2 separate regions of the Sus scrofa genome follow, and region 1 is linked to region 2. The links are chromatin contacts, called in public HiChIP or PLAC-seq maps. All regions are on one chromosome and are shown on one strand. Each heading gives the region's core, a stretch centred on a gene start, on an enhancer-like site or on the middle of the called end of the contact. The rest is flanking DNA. Distances are from core to core; before and after follow the strand shown.

Evidence for each region. HiChIP or PLAC-seq counts read pairs in DNA pulled down with a chosen protein or histone mark.
Region 1: an H3K27ac HiChIP or PLAC-seq map of alveolar macrophages shows a contact between it and region 2. The contact joins two enhancer-like sites. A contact is called at or near these places in 2 of 5 promoter capture datasets (fetal liver and liver), 2 of 47 Hi-C or Micro-C datasets (epiblast stem cells and skeletal muscle) and 2 of 2 datasets of contacts at active chromatin or transcription factors (alveolar macrophages and skeletal muscle).

What each region holds. Positions count from the first base shown.
Region 1 is chr11:64,372,248-64,376,042 of Sscrofa11.1, forward strand. No RefSeq gene overlaps it. Among named protein-coding and RNA genes, the nearest start is that of ABCC4, 64 kb to the left of the region's middle. Within about 2 kb of position 1,909, at least 12 of the 83 cell types and tissues checked have an H3K27ac peak or open chromatin away from gene starts, as enhancers often do. A contact at or near this core is called in alveolar macrophages, where this site is marked.
Region 2 is chr11:64,291,958-64,296,051 of Sscrofa11.1, forward strand. All of the region lies in intron 1 of ABCC4 (multidrug resistance-associated protein 4), which reads right to left. Among named protein-coding and RNA genes, the nearest start is that of ABCC4, 16 kb to the right of the region's middle. Within about 2 kb of position 2,479, at least 40 of the 83 cell types and tissues checked have an H3K27ac peak or open chromatin away from gene starts, as enhancers often do. A contact at or near this core is called in alveolar macrophages, where this site is marked.

The DNA.
Region 1 (3,795 bases), core at 659-3,158, 80 kb after region 2:
GAGGAAAGATTAACTACAGTTGTGCTTTATTCAAGGATGCCCAGTTAAGCTCCTTTAAAAATATATTTTGGAATTCCCGTTGTGGCTCAGCAGTAATGAATGTGACAGTATTCATGAGAACACAGTTTGATCCCTGGCCTTGCTCAGTGGGTTCAGGATCCTGCCATTGCTGTGAGCTGCGATATGTCACCGATGCAGCTCGGATCTGGCATTGCTGTGGCTGTGGTATAGACTGGCAGCTGCAGCTCGGATTCCACCCCTGGCTTGGGAACTTATGTATGCCGCACCTGCGGCCCTAAAGAGAAATAAGAAATAAAAAATAAAAAATAAAAAAATTGAGGGAGTTCCCGCTGGAGCGAAGCAGAATTAGCATCTCAGGAGCACTGCGATGCAATCCCAAGTGTGTTAAGGATTTGATGTTGCTGCAGCTTCGGTCATGACTGAGCCTGGGATCTGACCCCTGGAGGGGGAATTCTTTATGCCTCAGGGTGGCCAAAAATGAAAAACAAACAAACGTATTTTGAGTGGGCTGACACACAAAGACACAGACTCAGCTGGTGACTAAAGGTGTGGTTTTCACTGAAACAGCTTTGTAAGAGGGAGAATTCTGGGTGTCCTGAATTGGCAGCAAAGGAAGTAGCTCTGGACTTTCCCCAGTGACCTGATACCAGAGAGAAGGTGCAGAATATTGCCTTGGGAAAGTCGCCCAAGTGGCTCCTTCATGGAGGGGGAAAGTAGGCTGGAATTCCGGTGTATCAGTCAGCCTTAGCTGGTGTATGCTGTGGTAGCAAAGAGTGTCCTAATTCTCAGGGCTTATAGCAACCTGGCTCCAGGTGGCCCCAGGCTGCAGAGCAAACGAGAGAACAGAGGGCTTGACACCCACCTGTGCCCTGACCTCCAGGTGAGTCTTGGATAAAACCCAGAGCACCCCTGGAGATCATGGCAAAGTGTGGGAAGGAAGATTTATTTTTCCTCCTTCGTAAATTTCTGTAATTTGAAACCACATTTCTACTTCCTCTACCAGAGACAGACCAGAAAGTCAAGCCTTCTAGTGTGCGCTGCAGAAATTTATGACTGAGTAAATAAGCATCCTGAAAAATAAGCCTTGGTTACCTTTTTATTTTTGAAGAAATGAAACATCTTTCTGAAACCACAGCTTTTGTTCAAAATGAATAACAGAATGTCAGTTATTAGTTTTTTTCTTAGAAATCTCTGTCTTTTGCTCAATTGATATATTGTTAATGGTGCACTAACGTATTTAAAAATTAATTTTAAAATGGGAAAGGGATCTATTAACAATCCATGCTGTGAAGGCAATTGCGTCTTTGCCTTTACACGCATATAGAAAGAAAAGAAAGGGGTAAAAAATCAGTCATGCCACGTATGACTCATGAAATTTCTTAGTTCTTTTCCTTCCTCTTCTTCAAAATAAAGAAATCATTAAATCCATAACCTGAAACCACCGCCCCCCGAACTGTTCCTTATACTTTTTAATAAGATCAGTAGCTGGTTGGTTGGGAGATGGGAGCAAAACCCAGTCTTCACAATTGTGGCTGTGCCGGAGGAACAAGCACCTCATTCCACAATACTTTCTCTGATACATTGCTGACACATGGAGAGGACAGAGGGCAGACAATACTTTTCAGGGGCTTTATGTACCAGCTGTGGATAAATCCACTGAATAGATGAGGCTTTTGTTCCCCTTTCTGCAAAATGAGAAATATTAGCAATAGCTGAAATGAAAGTTCTTTGTGCATCAAAGCCTCGTTACTGTTTTCCCCTTAATGAACATAACACTGTCTTGAATTTCTACCCTGTTCCAGCTTCCGATAAGTGCTGTGTGTTTAGTGAGTGCTGTGCTTGGTGCTGACAGCATCGTTCCTTTTCTTTCCCACGGAGTGACCTACCCTGAGCAGGTCCTCTCACGTTCTCAGCGAGACTCTAAATAGAAGGTGCCCAAGGCCATGGGCTAGGAAGGTGGGAAGCAAGCCATTTGATCCCAAGGTCTACACTCCCTACTTCTACTTTGCACCGCCCCCACGTTCTCAGGTCCTCAGCCTTCACTTCTTGCTGCTCCTCATTCTTCTCAGGGTCAGCACCCCTCCGTGGGACCCAAAGCCGCTAAGCAGCCTGTGCGAGGCAGTAGCCATTGTGTCTTACTTGTGCATGGCGTCATCTCGTGGCCAATCCATGCAACTGTAGGGACCCGTGCTACATTTACTGTATTTGGGGAACATCAGTGCTTTATTTGGGGTGACTGCAGCTCTAGCAGTTTTTTCTTTTCTTTAACAGAATAACATCATAATGCTCAAAGAAAATTCATGTTCCCATTTTAACTGACTCATGGCAGGAACAGGAAGTATATATGCCAACAGAAATGGAAAAGGGGAGGATCACAGGAGCAAAAATGGGCTGGAGTGTTTTACTATTAATGTAGTGCGGATGCCTCTTTTCTTTGCATGATTCAAAGACAGAAGTATAAGCATGCATGGAGTTCCCACCATGGCTCAGTGGTAACAACCCCGACTGGTATTCATGAGGACACAGGTTCGATCCCTGGCCTCGCTCATTGGGTTAAGGATCTGGCCTCGTCCTCAGCTGTGGTGTAGGTCCGGTTCGGATTCCGCCGGCAGCTGTAGCTCTGATTAGATCCCTAGCCTGGGAACTTCATATGCCGCAAGTATGGCCTTAAAAAACTGAAAAAAGAAAAGTAAGAAGAAGAAGTACAAGCATGCATGAAATACTCTGATAGTAGCAATTTTCAGATATATATAGCATGGTGAAAACAGATCTTTCCATATATATTCTCCACTTCACTGTCCAATATAAGAGATTACTCTCAAAGCCCATTACACACTTACTCTTTACTTGTGTGTTTGATAGCTTTTCCCTGACTCCTCTGGGGAGGTTACCACTGATCTCCCTGCCTGGGTTGATTTCAGGACAATATGAAGGTGCTTTGTCTTCCCCAAACCTCTGCTCCATGACCACGAATGCTGGGAATAGAGAACAAAGCCTGCTTCTCAAGTACTATGATGTGCTTTGCTGTATTCTTTGGCAGCAGTCAATTAGGCTTAGATGACGAGAAAAAGTTAGAACTGAATTGTGACGCAGTGGGATAAGATCTGACTGCAGTGACTTGGATAGCTGTGGAGGCTTGGGTTTGAAACCACAGCTTCCCCAGGATTCCTGGCCCTGGGAATTTTCATATTCTGTGGATGTGGCCATTAAAAAAAGAAAGAAAGGAAGGAAGAGAAAAGGAAAAACAGGCAGAACAGATGAAACTCAGAGTTAAGTACAGATAGTAGGTAAGCAAGTAGCTTATGAAGTATAAGCAACCCTAATAGGATATATTAAATGTAGCTAATAAGTCCTCTGCTCATCCGACAGGCAGGCTAAAGATAAAGTAGAATAAAGGGAATATGTAACGGGATAAACAACATTCCTCATAGATAGAAAGACGGAGAGACCAAGTCACCGCACTTGCCCTAAGCTCAGACATGTTTCGGAGGAGGGGTTGCCTGGATTGCTCTGTGCTCACTGGACCCTAGTGGAATCTCTGATCTGTGGAATCTCTGCTCTACTAGCCAGATGGGGTCCCATTTGAAAGTAGAGAAGAGGCTGCTTACAGGATAGGCAGTAGGTTGGGAGAGGAGGGTGCAAACACGGAGCAATTATTGGGTATCAGGTATGTGCCAAGCGCTGTGCTTGCTTTTCACACACATTTGTTAATTACACTCTGGGTTGGGATTTTCTCTCTCTTGTTCATAGCAACCTACCTAAAGTAAGCACTCC
Region 2 (4,094 bases), core at 1,229-3,728:
GCCTAAAGCACTTACAGAAAAACCTTGAAATGCTACGTCTTTGCCTCTAATTCAGCAGAGATCATAAAAGGGACTGAATCAGGGAGACTGGGAGGGGAAGCTGGGCTTCAGGTCCCAGAGGAAAGCAGCAAACATCTTTTTCCATCCACCCCACAGGGTTTATACTAATATGTTCAACTGGCGAATAGAGCAACTGGCTCAGATTGGAACTGGACCAAGATCAAGATCGCATGGCTGGTCATCAGCCAGGACAGTCACCACAGAGTTCAAATCACCCACGGACAGGGTCTTCCGTCAGGGCTGTGGATCCGGCTTTCTCAGCCTCTGCAGAGCCCAAGGGCACAGGGGAGCCACCCATGCCCTCAGAGTCCATGGCCCGCTCTTCCTCCTGGCCCACCGCAAAGGCACTGCAGTCAGCTCATGGTCTAAGCGAGCGAAGACGGTGAAAGTCTGGGTCACCTGCGTGCCTGCGGGCCTCTCCACCTGACCCAGGACTTCCCTGGGGCCTCATGGTCCCCTGGCCTCGGCTTCCTATTCAGCTGGCCCTCTCTGCTAGAGCTAAGCGCCTTCACTGGCTGGACACACACATCTTCAGGGGACCCCTATACTCCCCCGGACTGGACCATGACAAGAGACTTCCCCATGACTGTCTTCATTACCCCAGTTCCCACAGCCCAGCAGGACCACCCAACCAGACGCCACCCACCGGGCCTGCCAGGTGCCACCTCAAGGAGGACCCGTTCTCCCTGTAGCTTTCATAGCCATCACGTCATGCACAAACCACAGGTCAAGGGCTGTCTTAGGAGGATACCTGCTCAAGTGGGGTTAGTAATAGATTTTCACTAGTTTTCGCCAGCTTGGTCAAAGTGTAGCCATCACCCTGTCCAAGCTCCTGCCCAGACTCCACGGCATGGGGGAGGGGCACATTTTATGGAATACAAACTTCAGCTCCATTACAGCGGTGATATTATTTACCATCCAACGTAAGATACTCTTAGTAGTAAAACAGGGTGTGGTTAATAAATACAATATGATAAGGAGTGTAAACCAGGACTGTCCTAAGCAAACCAAAAGTTGCCCTCTGGTACAGGTGAAAAGGAAAATCTAAACTCCCCTGTGGAAATTTCAGGCCAGGGATCGAACCCACGCCACGGCAGAAACCCAAGCCCCTGTAAGGACAATGCCAGGTCCTTAACCCACTGTACCACAAGAAACTCCGAAAAGGAAAATTAAAGAAAAAAAAGAGAGAAAGCAGCTCCACGACCTCAAGCGATCAAAAATTTTACTATTAATCTGTTTTTGTATCAACTCTAGGTATGTTTTTCCCCCCTCTGGGTGGGAAGGCTGCTACACCAAGTCATTTCCTTCCAAAATAAAAGATGCAAGTGCAATGCATAGGATCATGGCCTGTCAGAAGACCTGGCTACAAAGAACACAAAATCTTTTCTCTACAATCAAGTCAAAAATCTGTCAGGAACCAGGGGACACTTCAGAAATAAAGATTGGGTGGGAACACTGACACCAGATTGCTAAGTCTAGGAAGAAGCCCACACCTGTAGGGCATGCAATATGCTTTGGAGGTGCACTTCTTAAGAGATTTAAGAATCAAAGAGAATTTCTGCACAATCTAAGAAACAATGTAGTTTATAGAAGCCCCACCTGTTCTGTTCCTGGATCACACCAGCTCCTCAAACTCAATGTAACTCTCCCTCCCCTGCCTTCCAAGGACCTCCGCCACATTCAACCCTCAACCTCTGAAGCTCAGACAGCACCATCCCCCCCCACTTACTACATTGTACTGCTTTGGGCCCAGAGATGTTTTTACCTCTGTGCACCTCCCGTTTCCTTAGCTGGGGGCAAAGAAAGAGGCTACACTTGGCCAAACTTTTACAAATGTTATTTGGTAACATAGGAATCTGCATAATGTATAAAAATATTCCTGAAAGTCTCAGCAGGTCCTGGAGTGGTCAGAGTGGCTGTGCTGGGAACTCTCTTGTGGCTCAGTGGGTTAAGGATCCAGGGTTGTCACGGCTGTGTCTCTGGTTGTAGCTTACAGCTATGGCTTGGGTTTGAACCCTGGCGCGGGGAACTTCAGCATGCCTCAAAGATAGACAAAAAAAAAAAAAAAAGAAAGAAAAAGAAAAACTGAGTGGCTGTGTCCATAGGAGGTGAGGCACTGCCTCCTACCGCAGAGGGAGGGGCGCGGAGGAGGAAGGGGCAGGGGAGGGGCAAGGCCTTCCCCTGTTGATCCTCAACCCGCGTCTTCAAAGATCACCAAACCTCACTGCATGTAGATGTTGGTGGAACCCAGTAGATGGGGCCAACCTTCTGAGGCGGGAGGAGGAGGAGCAGAGAGAGTTCCAGAGAACCCAGAGCACGGCAGGAGCTGGAGCCAGAAAGGGGCCTGAAGTGAGCACAGAAGCGGCCGGAAGCGGGGAGTGAGACGTCAGACCAAGCTCCCCGGGGCCCCAGGGGCCGAGGCGCGGCCCACTTCCTGCCCTGTGACCACCACCCTGGAGGCCAGGCCGGCCTCCCTGAGGTCTACACCCTCCACCAGGCTTGGCGCGGCGGGTCCTTCCACACACAGGGCGCCGCAGCCCTGCTCAGGCTCCCCCCTTCCTGCCTTGAAATTCTTGCCAGGAATTCAAGCTCAACACGTGAAAGGGAGGAAACCACACATGGCTTTGAACCAGACCGGCTGTCTGTGACCCTGGGCTAGTTCTCCTCAAATGGCCCGGGCTCCTCTGTCGCCAGATTCTCAGAGTTAAGACTTTCTAGGAGAATTAGCCTGAGGTGACTGGAAGTCAGAATGGCAAAGCCTGCCTCAGGTTCATCTGCAGTTTGCGGGTCAAGTTCAATCTAACCAACGTGACCCTGGCGCACCCCACCTACCCCCCGCCCTTGCCACAGGCCAACACCCAAGTTGAGCAGTAGCTGCTATTTACTCACTTGGTTCTGCCCTCACTAAAAAGGGCAGTTCCCAGAAATCAGAGACGAATTCCCTGCTCTGAGATGGTGTGTCTGCTGCCCTGCGGGATTCCTTCCTGCTGCACCTCGTCCTTCCTGGCAGGCTTTCTTAGAAAATGCGTCTCCCCCTTACAGGAAAGGAAGCCCTCCCGAGGATCTGTGGTGAGGCAGCCCTGCGCGATTTCCTTTAATAAGACTTCGATTTAGGAGTTCCCTTGGTGGCTCAGTGGCAACGAATCGAACTAGCATCCATGAGGATGTGGGTTCAATCCCTGGCCTTGCTCAGTGGGTTAAGGATCCGGCATTGCTGTGAGCTGTGGTGTAGGTCACAGACATGGCTCGGATCCTACATTGCTGTGGCTGTGGTGTAAACCGGCAGCTGCAGCTCCAATTGGATCCCTAGCCTGGGAACTTCCATATGCCACGCTGAGGCCCTAAAAAGCAAAAAAAAAAAGACTTTGATTTACTTTGAGCGGCTCCTAGCAGAGATGACCAAAATCCACCCAAGAGAGGGAAGGTGGAGAGAGAGGGATCCTAATGTGGCTTACTCCTAGGGACTAATGTTCCCTTTAAAATATTTAAGGAAAAACTAGGACTATGTCATATTCTAAGGGGAAAGAAAAAAGAGGATTTTGAGCTTGCCTGACAAAACAGAGCCATCTCTTTTTTTCAGCTCTTAATATCAGATACACTAAGGACTTGCATGGGGTTTTCCCAAAAGCAAAATAACTTGGTGAATTTGCATGTAGTGGAAAAGTTCAGGGGAGGAGTCTGAGTTACCTCATAGCCTCACAGAACCATGGTGCTTACACTGGCCGGTCTCAAGCTAAAGACATTCCCATGTCTGGGGAACTAACAGCATCAATGAGTAATCTAATTTCTAGAGCAAAAAATTCTAGAACATTAAATGCCTGGCCCTGGCCCGCCTGGCCGGGGCGGAATGCGCTCTCCTTCCAGGCAGAGCACCCTGCAGGGTTTATGAAGATTGGCTCTGTGTATGAAGAGTTTGGGGGACCACACCTGAATTCAACTGAAAAAATATGTGGGGGCAGGTCTATGTTGAGCAGACAGAGTAGAGGGTAAGGCCGTGAGGAATCCTTGCTCCGTCCAGTCCAACGGGATGAACT